Linked DNA regions of Mus musculus: all the other regions are linked to region 1. Evidence: chromatin contacts called from public Hi-C, HiChIP or PLAC-seq and promoter capture Hi-C data. All regions are on one chromosome and are shown on one strand. The core of a region is the stretch at or near the end of the contact, and the rest is flanking DNA. Distances in the headings are between cores, read along the strand shown. Region 1 holds the start of Slc23a2 (solute carrier family 23 (nucleobase transporters), member 2). Region 2 overlaps 1700026D11Rik (RIKEN cDNA 1700026D11 gene). Region 3 overlaps 5330413P13Rik (RIKEN cDNA 5330413P13 gene). Region 4 holds the start of Erv3 (endogenous retroviral sequence 3).

Region 1 (3,747 bases), core at 659-3,158:
AATGGGGGAAGAGGGTGGTGAGAAGCAGAGAGCATGGGGAGCCTGAGGAGAAAAGGGCATCAAGGGGACCAACGTCTTTAGAAGCCCACACCTGAGAAATCCTTCCATCACCAACCTGGGTGGAAAAGAGTGGGACAGTCAGGAAGGCTGAGTGGCTTTATCACATAAAAACATCTCCAGGAGGGGGTTAGTCAATGGAATGTTACTAAGCCAAGGAAGGAAAAAAAAAAAAAAAAGATCTGTAAACAGGCAAAAGGATTTGGCACTTAGAAGGTCACAGATGACGTCTGAGAAAGCGGGAGACTGATGGTGCTTTATAGTGCTTGTTGAGTGCGGAGGGTGGGGGAGGAAGAGATGCAGGAAACCAGGGAGGGAGGGGGGAAACCCGGAGTGAGGTAGTGCTTTAGGATTGGAGGTAAAACTATAAAGGGGGAGTTAGGGAGTGGGAGACAATATATATGGGGGGAAATGAAGAAAAGAGATGAACTGAAAAGATCAGGGGTTCTTGATCTTGGAACAGGCCTTCTATTCCAAAAGGTTCCATATTGTGGAGCAGAACACACACATTATGTTTTTAAGGGTGGCTGGAAACTCTGGCATAGAAAGAGTTGTGTGCTTCTCTGGTGCTGGTTACAGAATCATCTCTTTTCTTCATCTTCAGTGAAGATGAAATACTAACCTATGGTCTTCCAGGGTATGCTGGATTTTACAATTCAACTTACTGTTTTTTAGGGTTTTTTTTTTTTTTTTTTTTTTTTTTGAGACAGGAGTCTAAGTAGCCCAGGCTGACTTCAAATTCATCGTCTTCCTGCCTCTGCCTGCAAAATGCCGGGATTACAGGTGTGCACCACTAAGCCTCACTGGTTTTATTTTAGTGTGAGACTTAGAGAATTATATATTGATTCTCTCAGCTCGTCCGCACTAGCCTACTTTATAAAATGCCCGTCTTTGCTGGTTACGGCATGCCTCTATTGATCAGTGTGCTACCAGTCCTCAAGACTGCCAAACATAAACAATTCAGGAATAAAATCTGCTTTTTGTTTTTAAAGATGAGGTCAGCTGTGGTCGACCATTCTTTATGGCTCTCCGGAGTTGCTTGGGGATGAAAGGAATTACTGGGTTAGAAAAACAACCAAGACAGTGGTTTCAAGATGGAAGACAGAAGAGAGAGCTAATTATTAGGGTTTTGTTTGTTTTGGTGGAGGTAAGAACGTGGTTTAGTTACAAGTTAGTATCTTAGACCACCGCCTGCAGCATCACCTAGAAACTTCCTGGAAATGCAAATTTCGAAGCCACACTTCAGTTTCAGCACCGCTGGGGGTGGTACCCAGTTTTAATGATGCCCCCCTGGGCAAGACTGCCCGGCCTAAGTGCTATGTGTTTATTGACACGCGGCCTTTTGACTCACAGCCTAAGTGCCCATCCAGCAGGCATTCCTTGGGGGGTACACTTGAGAAATACAGAATAGCAGGTTGCCCCCAAACCCGCTCTATCAGAACACACGCCCCAGAGAAATCAAGCCTGGTGTGTCTTCTCCCGCGTCAGCATAAGCAAGGAGGCTCTCTTTCCCCAGCGAGTTCGGAAGCCTGACGGCCCAATTGGATACGCCGCGAAATTGCTTTAAAGCGGGTTACCCACTGAGCCGGGTACACTGCACCCCTCTCGCTGTCACCCCACAGCTACTGCAGGGCTTGGGGTCCTGCAGGGTAGAAAGGAGGCTCTGAAGGGGAGAGCCTGCGAGCGTCGAGCATCCTAGGCGGCCCCCCCGGAGCAGGTGTGTGGGGAAGGGTCTGCGGCTCGGCGCCCCGGGGCGCGCGGGCGGAGCCGGGGGTCGGGCGGGGAGGGGCCGGCGCGCGGGGCGGGCGGCTGCGCGGCTCCCGCCCCCGGCCCGCCCCTCCGCGGCGCCATTTTGCAGGCGGCTGCCGCGGGGACCCAAGGCGGCGGCAGGCACTGCGGCGCGAGCGGTGCGATCGGCGGGACGCGAGCCCAGCGAGCTGCAGGCAGGTGAGAGCCGGGCCGCCGCGCCCCACGCCCCACGCCGGGTCCGCGGCAGCACCTGCCGGCAGCCCCGGTTGCTCGCCGAGCCCACGAGGCCGGCCCGCGCGGCCCCCGCGCGCTGTCACCCACCCGCGGCGCGGCCTGCGCCCCCACGCCGGCTCGCGCGGCCCGGCGGCCCCGGCTGCAGTGTCAGGCCGTGCGTCCCCGGCGCTCACTGCCGCCCCGCCGGGTGCCCCCGGGACAGCCACCGTGGGCTCGCCGTGCTGCGTGGCTTGCTGCGCGCCCCTCCCCAGGTGGTGCGCCCCGCATCCCCGCGCCCGGGGATTCAGGGTCAGCCCGAGGGGCGGGGGATGGCGGTGCTGTTTCCAGTCTGGCTTCCTTCCCTCTTTGCGGAAGGCGACACGGAGTAATTTTAGATGCCGCTGCACCAACCTTGCGACCTTTCACGCTGGCCTGCCCCGCAGGGGTCCGGGGTCGCCTTGTTGCCTGCGCTCTTGACCGAGAAATTGACATTGGAGTGTGATAACTTGAAGGTGAAGAATTGTCTTCATCGTTTGGCCGGAGATGTCCCATTAGATGTGTAGCCTATGGGAACTCGGCCTTCATTCCGGATGAGGGGCTTTAAGCGGGTCTGATGGGAAACTCCTGATTTTCAGCGCAAGGGGTGAGGGCAAGTGCACAGGGAAGAAAGTTAGCTTTTTGAAGGCTACTTGGGGTTGGGGCATTTGTAGTAGCTGTTAGTCTGCTTTTTGCGGTGCTGGGAGACCGGATGATGGCGAAGATGCTATCCCTTCTGACGCTTGGGTCCTCTGAACTAAGGCGGCCAGGGATGTGAGGATCTGGTATCTGAGTCCTGAGACAGCCTGGTTTGAGCTGTCATTAACTGGCCATGTGACTTCCCTTAGGCAGTTTTCTCCTTTCTGAAGGCTAGGCTAGGTGGCTGAAATTTTTCTGTTTTTTGTTTGAGTGCTATTGGGCTGAGGCCTCACCTGCTCCGTTTCTCTCATCTGCCCTTTCATCTTGTGTGACTTTGCTGGCCTGCTCCTTTAAGGTGTTTGACTCTGGTGAAGTTTGTGAGAGGCCTTCTTCACCTCTTAGAAGTTCAGGATTCTCTGCTGGGTTATAGTTGACCTTATCAGGGTCACTTTAGAACTACTCTCTATGCTTAGCTCATCCAAAAGTTAATAGCTTTGGGCAGTTGAGGCTGTCCACCGTGTTAGCACTCATGACACACCTGGTAGTTAGTTAAAAGGAGGCCCTGAGCATCCTCAGGCAGACATCAGCGAGGCATGAGGTATCTGTTCTCTAGACAATGTCTTTTGCTCAACTGTTAACTGATTCTTTCTTTTTATACCAGAGTATTTCCATCACCCCGACTCCCACCACTGTTTTATTCTTGTGGGAAGTAATTTCTGTAAGAAAGTAGGTGTTTGCCCGGCGGTGGTGGCACGAATCCTTAATCCCAGCACTCAGGAGTCACAGGCAGGATTTCTGAGTTCAAGGCCAGCCTGCTCTACAGAGTGAGTTTCGGGGCAGCCAGGGCTACACAGAGAAGCCTTGTCTTGACCACCACCACCTTAAAAAAAAAAAAAAAAAAAGGGAGGAAAGAAAGTGGGTGTTTGAGTGGCATTTTTTTTTTTTTTTCTTTTTGTCCTGGCTGACCTGAAACTTGCTCCAGGCCAGCCTCAAAGTCAGGGAGAGCTTCTAAGGTCCAGTTTAAAGTTCCACCCCTTGCCCCTTACTCCAGAT
Region 2 (3,747 bases), core at 573-3,072, 370 kb before region 1:
CTGTGTCCCAGTGACATTGCTGCCCACAAATATATGCAGGCCGAGTGGAGGAGGTGGCCTCAGGAGCCCCTGGCTGGTTTACAGGTAGGTAGCCGGCCATGACCCAGCCTGAGTGACCAGTGACTGTAGAGTCAGAGACTGCTTGTCACCTAACCAGCCCTTTAAGTTGGTCTGGTGGCAACATGCATCAATCCTCATGGTTTACCTCTCCTGCTCCTGAGGGGGAGGGCATGGGGGCGGGGAAGAAGCAGCCACACCTCCTCATCCATCTGCACCAGAGGCTCTCAGAAGACCAAGTTCTCTCAGAGATCTGTCCTCCACCCCCTCACACCTGCCATGTCGCCGGCTCTACCAACTCCTTGCCAAAGTACCCTGCTGTCTTCCTTCCGTTCTGTGAGGACACAGATCTCAGGATGGTTGGACTGTAGGGTTTTTTTATTTTTTGTTTTTTTTTTTTGTTTTTGTTTTTTTTTCCAGCAATCTGGGTCATGTTGTCCCTCTCCAGGGGAGGCTTTTCTGGTGGCTTCCCAGCAGGCCTTGCTTGGCATAGTTTCTCCTTCTGGGCTTCTCTCTGTACAGTCCCCGGGGCTCATTCTCGCTGTCTTAGCTCTTAGCGGGGTTTTGTTTAAATCTGTTTTTAGCATGAAGGGATCTGGAGGAAGGGAGAAGAGCTATAGCCCAGGCTCTCATGATACCTAAAATCGAGGTATCAAACATTGTTTTCTGTACCTGAAAGAACACATAAATTGTGCAAATGATGCAAGGGACAGCTGGGCTAGGCTGGGCACTATGACAGCGCTGTGACAGTGCCCAGCCCAGCTGTACACACCTCCTCATACAGACCCCACGGCTATTTCTTCCAGTCTTTTTCCGCCCCTGCCATCCCCAGCAATCCTATCTGGCGAATTCCCATTCTCCATCCTTTCCCTTCTTCATATGTTGCCTATAGTTTTTGTTTGTTTTGTTTTGTTTGTTTGTTTGTTTTGCCTTGGTGCAGGCAATTTTGTGCATCTTTTAAGGGGTGTGGCCCTCCAGCCCTTATCAGGGACTTTGCTACATCGAAACATGTAGTTGTTTTTGGTTTGCACATCTCTACTGCTACAAAGGCGTTGGTCTCTCACACTGTTCCTACCATAGTTTGTCTCTCCTGCTAACGCACACTTTGCCGTTTCTTTTCCCCATGAATGCACAGTTTGCCGTTTATGTCTCCCGTTAACGTACAGCTGGGTTCCATTCAGCTTTGCTGCGCTGAGGACGATTCCCCCTTCCCCTCGGGTTCCCATGTCAAGATGTCTGGCTATGAAATTGCAGCCTCCACTTCACTGGTAAAGGCCAAAGTGACCCCACCAGTTTATGTCCTCCATCCCATCCCTGAAGTGCCTGTGAGTTATCCACGTCTAAGCAAGTGCTTTAGAATGGCTGCCCACGGGGGATGTAAGCCATGCACAAGGAATCCCCTCTCCTCTCCCTTCAGAGCCGTGGAAGCAGTTTTCACTGGCTTGGTGCTGTTTGCTCATCTTCAAGTGAGTCCCGGGAGGGAGGGGCTCTCCTGGAGACGCTCCCACTGAACGGACCCAGAGGTGCTCCAGGCTGTGAGGGCTTGGAAGGTTCTTGCTCCGTGGAGCCCCTCCACAACACTCAGGATCTAAAGCGACAGGAGCTTGGTCTCTGGAACTCGACCACGTGAGAGGGACTTCCTGACTCTGAAGACTGGGCCCCCCCGCCCCCCCCCCCCCCCACACACACACGGAGAGAAGATGAGCCTTTAAGCCCAGGGCGCAGCTGCTGCTCAGCCTGGTGTCAAAAGATAAAGACGCAAACAGGAAACCACAGGCCAACGCATCTTACTAATACAGATTCAAAACTCTTCAACAAAGAGATAGCAGAGGGATCTTGCAGCAGCACAAGATTAAGATCCTCTTAACACTTGAGGTTCACCCTTGGAACCTAAGGCATCAAGATGTGAAGGGCTAGACTCAGGGACAGGCTACCTCAAAAACAAGACCGATGCAGAAAATTAATAAGGCACATCTTAATGAGATAAATGTTTAAAAAACACATGGCCATCCCAATAGACACAGAAAAAGTATGGGGTACATAAATCTAGTGCCTCTTCATAAGGAAAACAGTTGTTGAGGGAGGACCAAAAAGAGAACACACCTCCTGCCGATAGAGGACACCCATGAAAGCCCACAGATGAACAGGAAGACGAGGATACCACCTTCGAGAGATATTTCTATTCAACAGTGAGTTGGACGTTCTAGGAAGAAAGTTGGCAAGAAGAAGAAACAAAAGGATTCCAACTGAAAAAGAGGAAATAAAACTACAGTTATTGACAGGACACTTCATCTTATGCCTAGAAAATTATGAAAATGTCACTAAAAACGATGGCTTGTCAAGACTGTAGAATGTAAATTCAATATATAAAAATAACCATTCCTCTATACTATCAACAAAAGCAATTTAAGAAAATGGTTCTATTTTTTTAAATAGCAATCACAGAAAGCAAAATATGTAGGAATACATTTTTTAAAAGTATAAAATTTATATTCTGCAAAAAATACAAAGCAGCATTCAAATAAAGAAATTTCAAGTAAGTGAAAAGACAGCCTTTGTTCATGGGTCAAAAGACAGAGCAGGGATGACTTCCCCACAGTGCTGTCATGAACAGGGCTGCTCCCCCCCCTCCCCCCCCCCCCCCCCCCCGCCCTCCACCAGTGCTGTCATGAACAGGGCTGCTCCCCCCTCCCCCCCCCCCCGCCCTCCACCAGTGCTGTGGTGAACAGGGCTGACTTCCCCACACTGCGGTAATGGCTAGGTTGTTTGTTGTTGCCGTTTTGCATTTTCTTTGTATTTCCTAAGATTACATTTTTTTCCATATTTCTTCACATTCTAAGTTTTCCTCCCCCAACTCCCCCCAGGTTCTCCCTACTGTTCCACCTCCCTACTCCACACCCTTTGTCTCTTTAAAAAACAAAGAGCCCAAGAAACAAACAAAAAACCAAAAATTGAAACAAACAAAACACCAATAAAACAAACAGAAAAACAAAAACAACAAAAACCACCTCCAAAGCCCAAACCTAGCAAAATGAGTTAAAAGAAAAAGCTTCTCCGAAAACACCGTTGAGTTGGTTTTGTGTTGGCCAACTACGCTTGGCATGGGGCCCACCTGGGTGCACTCAGTGATGCTCCACTGGAGAAAACTAATTTTTCCTTTGCAAGTAGATATCAATTGCAGGTAGTTTCTTGGTTAGTGGTGGGAACCTGTGTCCACTTCTGCCACTCAGTACTGGCACCCTGTCTGGCTTGGACCTGTGTAGGCTCAGTTTGTACTGCCACAGTCTCTCTGAGTTCATAGGTGTGCAGTCCTGCTGTGTCTGAAAACCACTGTTTCTTGGTGTCCTCCGTCCTTTCTGGCTCTTATCTTTCTATCTTCTCTTCCACAAAGAACCCCGAGCCTTAAAGGAAGGGGTTTGATGAAGACATCCTATTTAGGCTTGGGCACTCCAGTCTCTCACTCCCTACACGTTGTCCAGTTTTGGGTCTCCATGTTAGGTTCTATCTACTGCAAGAAGCAGCTTCTATGAAGGTGGCTGAGTGAGGAGAGTGATCTGTGGTTGTAACAGGATGATATTAGGAGTCGTTTTGACTGCGATGTTCCTTTAACAGAAATACCAGAACCACGATCTATCCATCTCAGGTTCTTGGCCACTCTAGTAGTGTCAGACATGGGCTCCATCTTCTTGA
Region 3 (3,747 bases), core at 793-3,292, 320 kb after region 1:
TGTGAGTCTTTCATTAGCTGCAAAGGAAGATTTTTACTACTCTAGTCACTTGGCCTTTGGGGGGAAAAAGATTAAGTCCGTAGTCCCCAAAGTCTTAGGGGGTCTGTTTGCTTTAGTGACGGGAGGGGGGGGGGACTGAGCCACCACCTTTCCTAGCCTACACCAAAGGACAGCCACACTCCAAGAAAAACTAATTGTTTATTAGCTTTTGCTTCCCTGACAAGGATGTGGGTGTCCTCTGATGTTTATTGATGGCTCCTCAGGAGGCACGAAGACCTGCCTCACCCCCACCCCCCCACCCCCACCCCCGACTAAAATAACAAAATAACTGGAGAAGTTATTCTGCAGCAAATCTATCCCACCTCAGTCTCTACAGCCTCAAGACCATTTTAGAGACAAGGCTGTTCATGCCATAAATCAAGACTTAAAAGTTCTCTTCAAACAAAGTAGCAAGCACACTAACTAGGTCTCCCACACAGTATCCATCAAACCGGTTTAGGAGCCTGTTGGCAGCTGGAACCTTTGTGCTGTGGTTTGCTTATTGTGTTTCTTTTAGTCCTCTTCAGTAACATACCTTGACTACAACCTAACACTATATACCACCCCCACCCCCCCATTGGATTCCTTCTTAAAACTGATGTGTAACTACATCCTATACATTTTTATAGTGTGGAATCTTCATTCCTAAACTCAAAAAGTTAATGTGACTAGGAAGAGCTAATTTAATGGCCTAAGGGTAGTGCAGAGACAAGTGAGACTCGGGTCTCTAATATGTACAAACTCATATTAAGTCTATGACTGATTCTACCCTAAGTGTTAAGTATTTACTATTATAATGATTATCAGGCATCTCGTGATAAATAGGCCTTGCTATTCTTAGTGCTGGTCTTAGACCTGACAATCTCCTATGTGCTTTATTTTCGGTGTGGTCTTGCTATACTGAGAGGTGATGCCCTTTCGCCAAGATTCCTGCTAAACGATGATCTTCTCTCTACAAGCTTAGGCCTTCTTATTCTCCCTTAGGGAAGACTTTTGATCCTAGAAGAGAAGTCTGTCACCTGTGTACTCCTGAAATATAGGTGACAGAAGATAGATTGCCAGTCTTCATCAACTCTTAAGATGAAGAGATCTAAGTCTCAGAGGGAGAAGCTGAGGCAGAGTAGGAAAGGACAATTAGGAGAATATGGGAAGGAAATGAGCCCCTACCCAAACTCTGTCTGACCGCAGATTCTCACCAGCTGAGAATTCCCACACAACTAAGGACAGTTGCTCAGTCTGTCTCTGCTACCCTCCCTGTTAGAGGTGTGTGGTAGAGTGCCTGATATAAGAATATTCTCCTCTTTTGTTCGGTCTCCAGCATGACAGCATGACATATCCCCCCCCCCCCCCCAGCTAACAATGAAATAACGAGGGGAATATGCTTCTATACCCAACCCTATCCCCCTACCCCCCTTTCTTTCACATTTTCACTTTGAATTCTTTCTCATTTTAGGAAACTGATTCTCTTGGAGGCTGGGCGACCATCCAGGGCCAATCTGGGGACAGATTGGGGAATCACACAGTTATATTAGTATCTGTAATTTAAAGACTCACTTGACTTAATCATTAAAATTCCCGTCGTTGCTACAGAATCAGGGCTTGTTGTTGTTGCATTTGGAGAGAAATATTCAAGGACCCAGTCCCAACTTTGATGTAGACATTACCTGTGACTTAGAGCCAGGTCAGGGCCACCTGAGGTTAAGAAGTAGAAGAAAGCGTTTTTTTACGAAAGGGTAAGTGCCTTCTGGGTCTCAGGCACCATGCTTGGGGATGCTGGGGAGTCATTTCATATGTAAACTACCTGGATGGGCCGTGAGGATCCCACCAAAGCACCAAGAAAGAACAGCCCATTCCTTTTCTGACTGGAAAATAGAGCCCACTTCCCCTAGCGCCGCCGGTGAAAGAAGCCTTTCTTTGAGTGTGCAGCGGCACCAGAGGGCGCCTGGAAGGAAGAAAACCCTGGGTCTGCTTAGACCTTTCCTCCTATTGCAATGGTTTCCTTGAGCCCAGGCGGTCCAGAGCGCAAGCCAAGGTTCCACAGAAGCCCGCACAGAGGACAGAGGGCTGCTGTATTCAGCACTGTGATCTCCTGCCAAAAAACCCGAACCCCACAGGCTGCATTTGGAAGGACGTCCCCTGTCCAACCGCACCTAAGACAGCTTGAAGGAACTTGAAAGGTGGAGGGGTAGAGTGACCTTCTAAGCTGCCTGGCTACCCGACAGCTACTGGACACTACTCTTCCAGAGATAACTGGAAGTCTAGCTTTGATTTTCCATCATGGCTAAGCAATACTGGAGCTGTCCCTTGATCCTCCCACTGCTTTGTGAAATTAGAGTGGGTGGCCCAACCACAAGGCTGGGATACTTTGAATGAACCGATTTTTTTCCTTTTTTTCTTTTTCTTTTTCTTTTCCTCTTTTCTTTTCTTTTTTCTTTTTTTCTTTTTTGGCTTTCACTGTCATGGTGCAATAGTTTGAAAATCAGGGCAAGACTTCCGGAGGGAAAATGAGATCATCTCAGAGAAAATGCTCAGCAAGTGCCCCCTGGTGGTTGGTTTTTAAATTTTGCTCTTGATTGACAATGGTTTGTATTTATGGGGTACAATGTGTCTGACACTCTTATGCTAACGAAATAAGCTTTCTGTATTCGGTTGTTCTCAGATGACAGAGACTGTTTATATGTCTTCATAGAGACTCCTGCACACACACACCTTCCAGCTGCTTGTCTCCAGGATGACGGGGCTCCATCCTTCTCAGTTTGTCAAGGGCCCCCCAAAGTGTGTTAGTGTAAGATTTGGGGTGTTGGGTGATGTGATTTGGTTTAATACTATTTGAGGGGCATAGCATAACCTGAATTGGGGAATCTTTGGAGAAGTAATGTTATTGAAACCTCAACATGGGAATTGTAGACCCTTGTCATTCAATTTTACTAACACTTACCAGGGCAGGTATGGCACCCCACCAGAGATGCAAACCCACCACTCCTTCCACCCCTACATCCACCCTTTAAAACTGTACCAGCATGCCACTCCTCCGTATACCTCCCAAGCTGCCCTGTTCCCTAAGTATAGAATCTGGACTGTAGCTGTTTCATTCTCTCTCACTGCTCATGAGGAGAGACCCAAGCCTTACCATTATCTTTCCACTGAGCCTTTATGTGAAAATCCACATTGCTTTCTTTGAAGTCAGAGAAGACATGTTGATTGGCATATGTCTAAGTTCTGTCCACCTTCTTGCTCCCTAGAGGGCTCTGAGCTGTCCAGCCATTGGTACCCACCCATCAGCACTGTTACCCACCCATCCCCCATCAGCATTGGTACCCACCCATCCCTATCAGCACTGGTACCCACCCATCCCCCATCAGCACTGTTACCCACCTCATCAGCACTGGTACCCACCCATCCCCCATCAGCACTGGTAACTGCCCTACCACCACTAGCACCACCACCACCACCACCCAGGCTGCCGTATGCTTCCCTCAAGGTCTCCCTGCTTAGCCTCCTGCTCTACCGTTCTCTCCCAGGTTTCAGCAGCAGCTGCTCTTGATCCGCCTCTCTGGCTCCTGCTTACTTGCCTTGGGGTTTGTGATGATCATAAGATCTCCAGCTACCACCCCTCTAGGCTTTGTTGCTGGGGCCAGGCATGGCAATCAGGACTTACAAACAGAACCTTATTTAATTCTCATAATTGCCTTATGTGGGAGGTTCTAT
Region 4 (3,747 bases), core at 557-3,056, 290 kb after region 1:
GGAAGCCCCCAGTATTTAGGAAAGCATGCTTAGGCTTCTGCGAGTATCTGGAAGAAAAGGAAGAAGAATAAAAGGAGTAAGTTGACTTTTAGGCTGAGGACTTAGCTGTGGAAACTCTGTGGAGCCCACTTCAGGGTTCCAGGAAGGACAAGGGCATTTTCTCATTAGGGGGATAATTATTCCTCCCTCTCCTTACCATGGCTTTCAATTTATCATTTCCTGAGGGTTGGTCTCTTAGCTAGGCAATTGACTGCCCCAGATGGATTGACTCTTAAAGGAGGAGACAGTATATGCAATGTTCTACTCTTTGGAGCTATCAGAATGTCATCTCCACCCAGGTCCTGTGATAGATTCCATTCTTCTTACAGGGAAGAAATAGCTTTCTTTAATGGGCCTCTACAGAGCCTTAATGGCCTCTAAGACTATTGTAACATTTTACCTCAAGTGTTAAGACTCTAAAATCACTTAGGAGACAGGCTGAAACTGAACAATAGCTATAACTCATTTCCATCATGGAAGTTTAGAGGACCAGTTCCAAAACTGTCCAGAGGGTTTAGCTTCTGGACTGGAGTTCGGGTCACACTCTTTGTATACAGCCTCCAGACAGGGTAGCTCACTTATGAGAAGCTGGATATAGAATTTGAGCCCTCGTCTGACTTGCCAGGCCTCCAGCCAAGACACAACCAAGGGCATTATAGAATGAGAATGATTTGTGTTCCGAGTCTCTGTCCCGAAATCTTCCCAATCAGTTCCTGTATCCTGTTCTCATCAGCATGGCCTGTCAGAGTCTGAGGATGCTGTACTTAGGGCACCTTCTCATCGGGAGGGTGATATGCTTCTCCTGTTGAAGGCAGACCAAATTTCAGAGACCTGCAGGGGAGTTGAGGACCTTAAATGGCGTCTGGCTGTCACCAATTGTGTTCTGACTGATCGGTAGAGGCAAACAGGCCAAGAAATCACTTATTTTGACTCTTTTCCTTTCTCTTTCAGATAGTTTTTGCTATATAGCTTAGGTTAACCTTGAGTTCATCATCCTTCATCAGATTCTGGAGTGCAGGGATTCCAGGTGGAAGGTACCATGTCTAGGTTAGGAAATCATTTAGGAGGCTAAGAATGAAAATTAGGAGGTCCTTTTGGCTTTGTCTGGATGACAAGAGGTCAACTGGAATCTTATCCAAGTCACAGGGACAGCAGAGTCCTTTGTAGTAAGCCATTTCTCACTCACAAAGAAGCAGAGTGTGGGATGTGAGTTCTTGACCATCACTGTTCTCGAGGTCGCAAGGTACAGGTGCGATTCAGCATGCTACCCACCAGTTTCTCAGTCCCCTCTCTCAGACCTGCAGATTCCACTATTTCCAGCAGTAACCTTGAGGGATGGGGCCTGGGGCTGCTGTCTTTAGCAGACCATTCCTATACTATGTGAGATTCTGGCAGTGTGATGGCCAACATTATGTACAATTGCTCTCTACCTTGTAAGTTTTTGTAAAGTTTTTGTTACCCTGTCAGCTAACACTCCCAAGATGGATAACTTCCTGGAGTATTTGGGCTGTTCCTAAAACTGTCTGATGTTGTAAAAAGTTTGACTGCCTCTGCTGTTCTTACACGATAATGGGTCACAAGGCTAACTGCTGATTCTACTTCTGTACCAAACGCTTGATTGCTCAAGATAACCAAGGCATCTGCAAGGCATCGGTAATAAAAGTTTAGCTCTGCCTGCATGTAGGCAGCGTGTGTGCCAACTCAACCCCCACATTGTAACCTGTGGTTTTTTGCCTTTATAAACCCCAGACTAACAGTAGCTGGGAACACACTTTGAGAATCCCAAGTCTCCGGTGTGTAGCTGGCCAGTATCTAATAAAGGTCCAGAACATCAGGAGACTCCACGGAGATCCAGGCGTTCAGCCCGATTCACGTTCTTTGCTGATCAGCCTTGATCCCAGGGCTTTCGGTGTACTGAGAGCCAAGACTTTTCTCAAGCCGAAGGAGCCACCAGCCCTCAGCACCTAGATTCCACTGAGGAGTCTGGTCTTCTGGAAGCTGAGAACATTTGGATAAACCTAACATTTAGAGGTGGCCGTCGACAGGTTCTCCATGCCTGGATTGTAGAAGAGTGGCATCGGGAGCCCTCTCAGAGGTAAAGTTACTGCTGGTAGCAGGCATCTGTCTGTGAGATTCATAGGAAAGCTGGACGCAGAGTTAATTCCTGAGTCAGAGGAACCACTGGGCCCTAGTTGCTTCCTTCTGGAGGCAAGGGAAGGCTGACGAGAAGCATTAGTGCCAAGTGGGAGAACACTGTGGCTTTGTGTTGTGTGCCTTACTTTTTGTGTCATTTCTTGTCCTTGAAGAAATTGAAAAGATGGGGGAAAAAACCTTCCACCCAGAAACCCCCCCTGAGATCTGAGGAAGTTGCATTTTAAGGACTTCCAGAGAAAAGCCCCAGGAGTGCAGAGAACAGAGCTATTCAGGAAAACTAACTGTCTTCTGCTCCCTCCTTTAGCCTTCATTTCAGGTGGGCTGGCCTGCTGAAGGCTTCTTCAAACTTTCTCTTGTTTACAGAGTGCAACAGGAGGTCTTTAGAAAACCAGGAAACCGGGACCAACTAGGCAACATTCTGGCCTGGGGGTTCCTGGTGAGGAATTTCTATCCCAGATGAGAGAGTAGCAGCCAACTCAGTCCCCTAATGACGCCAGTTTTGTTTCAGAAGAATTAAAGACCAAGGGGTGGGACAAATTTCAGCCTCCAGCCCCTACCATCCCCATCAGAAGAAGATGGACCACCACCCTGTGTGGCTGGGGCACCAGCCAGGGACTGTGACACCAGAGGCATCCTGAGTCCCCTCACACCCGGGGTGGGACCTCTTCCTGACCCATCTCCTGGCCATTCACTATCCTCCTCCTTTCTCTTACAGACTGCATCCCTGCCTGCTCTCACTGAGGTAGGATAGAGTCACCATGGCTCCCCTCTCAAGACACATCCTACCATGCCCCTGCCATGCTTCCCCCAGGTCTTTGCCTACAGCTATCCTCCCTTTGAAAGAGATCTCCACACACTCAGGGGCCACTCAGGATGAGGAAGCTGGGAAGGGCCATCAATCAATTATAGCAATGGTCCCTTCTCCACTAGTGATCTGTATAACTGGAAACTCAAAATCTCTCTCTCTTTCTCAGAAAAAAACCCAAGGCTTGATCTTTCTGCTAGAAATGGTGTTTTATATCCATCACCTACATGGGCAGATTGTCAGCAGCTACTTCAAACTCTCTTCACCACAGAGGAGAGGAAGGGAGTCTGGTGAAAGGCCCAAAGTCTTGGGAAATGATGGGAGGGGTCAGCTATTGATCTGGTGGCAACTGGAGACATTTTTCCTTCCTGGCAACCAGACTGGAATTCTAATTGTCACAAAGGTAGGGAGTCTGTCTGTTAACCTTTTTCACCAGACTCTGTAGGGAAGTCTTGAGGCTGTAGCTAAGTGCCCCATGAGTTGTCTAAAGTAGGTCAGATAACTCAGGGTTTAGATGAGTCACTGTCTGCTTTCTGGAGTGCCTCCTAAAAGCTTACCCAATTTACACACCCCATGGACCAGGAGGTTCCAGAAAACCAGAGCACTGTCAATATAACTTTTGTGTCTGGATCAGCATCAAACATTAGGAGAAAGATTTAGAAAACAGAAGGCTTTGAAGCATAGGCACTATCAGAGCTAGTCAAGATCATCTCCTGGGTATACAGTGACAGTGGCAGACTAGGAAGCCA

What was found. A called contact is a pair of places that touch in the nucleus more often than the background predicts. HiChIP or PLAC-seq counts read pairs in DNA pulled down with a chosen protein or histone mark. Capture Hi-C pulls out chosen DNA fragments and counts their contacts.
Region 2: a Hi-C map of CD4 T cells shows a contact between it and region 1, with 2.9 times the contacts expected there. The contact joins the enhancer-like site here to the promoter of Slc23a2 in region 1. A contact is called at or near these places in 4 of 484 Hi-C or Micro-C datasets (B cells, CD4 T cells, the G1E-ER4 cell line and 1 more).
Region 3: an H3K4me3 HiChIP or PLAC-seq map of embryonic stem cells shows a contact between it and region 1, with 4 times the contacts expected there. The contact joins the enhancer-like site here to the promoter of Slc23a2 in region 1. A contact is called at or near these places in 7 of 39 promoter capture datasets (the C10 cell line, HPC-7-derived erythroid cells, cranial neural crest and 3 more), 9 of 15 datasets of contacts at CTCF or cohesin (CD8 T cells, the G1E-ER4 cell line, the NIH/3T3 cell line and 4 more), 80 of 484 Hi-C or Micro-C datasets (the 63-12 cell line, B cells, the BV-2 cell line and 33 more), 30 of 115 datasets of contacts at active chromatin or transcription factors (CD8 T cells, the SCID.adh cell line, T-cell acute lymphoblastic leukemia and 15 more) and 3 of 9 other capture datasets (adipose tissue, embryonic stem cells and liver).
Region 4: a contact with region 1 is called in a promoter capture Hi-C map of liver. The contact joins the promoter of Erv3 here to the promoter of Slc23a2 in region 1. A contact is called at or near these places in 7 of 39 promoter capture datasets (the 3T3-L1 cell line, the C10 cell line, cranial neural crest and 3 more), 1 of 15 datasets of contacts at CTCF or cohesin (the NIH/3T3 cell line), 5 of 115 datasets of contacts at active chromatin or transcription factors (embryonic stem cells and epiblast stem cells) and 1 of 9 other capture datasets (liver).

The regions. Positions count from the first base shown.
Region 1 is chr2:132,143,269-132,147,015 of GRCm38.p6, reverse strand. Slc23a2 (solute carrier family 23 (nucleobase transporters), member 2) reads left to right here and starts at 1,908. Exons shown (of 16, transcript NM_018824.2): 1 at 1,908-2,004. Gm14051 (a long non-coding RNA gene) reads right to left here and starts at 3,437. Exons shown (of 3, transcript XR_866753.3): 1 at 2,431-3,437.
Region 2 is chr2:132,510,631-132,514,377 of GRCm38.p6, reverse strand. It overlaps 1700026D11Rik (RIKEN cDNA 1700026D11 gene), which reads right to left. Exons shown (of 4, transcript NR_028286.1): 2 at 2,161-2,303. Among named protein-coding and RNA genes, the nearest start is that of 1700026D11Rik, 22 kb to the right of the region's middle. Within about 2 kb of position 1,822, at least 100 of the 459 cell types and tissues checked have an H3K27ac peak or open chromatin away from gene starts, as enhancers often do. A contact at or near this core is called in B cells and the G1E-ER4 cell line, where this site is marked.
Region 3 is chr2:131,827,061-131,830,807 of GRCm38.p6, reverse strand. All of the region lies in intron 2 of 5330413P13Rik (RIKEN cDNA 5330413P13 gene), which reads left to right. Among named protein-coding and RNA genes, the nearest start is that of 5330413P13Rik, 19 kb to the left of the region's middle. Within about 2 kb of position 2,042, at least 78 of the 459 cell types and tissues checked have an H3K27ac peak or open chromatin away from gene starts, as enhancers often do. A contact at or near this core is called in the 63-12 cell line, adipose tissue, cerebral cortex and 5 more, where this site is marked.
Region 4 is chr2:131,857,806-131,861,552 of GRCm38.p6, reverse strand. It overlaps Erv3 (endogenous retroviral sequence 3), which reads left to right and starts at 1,806. Exons shown (of 2, transcript NM_001166206.1): 1 at 1,806-2,134.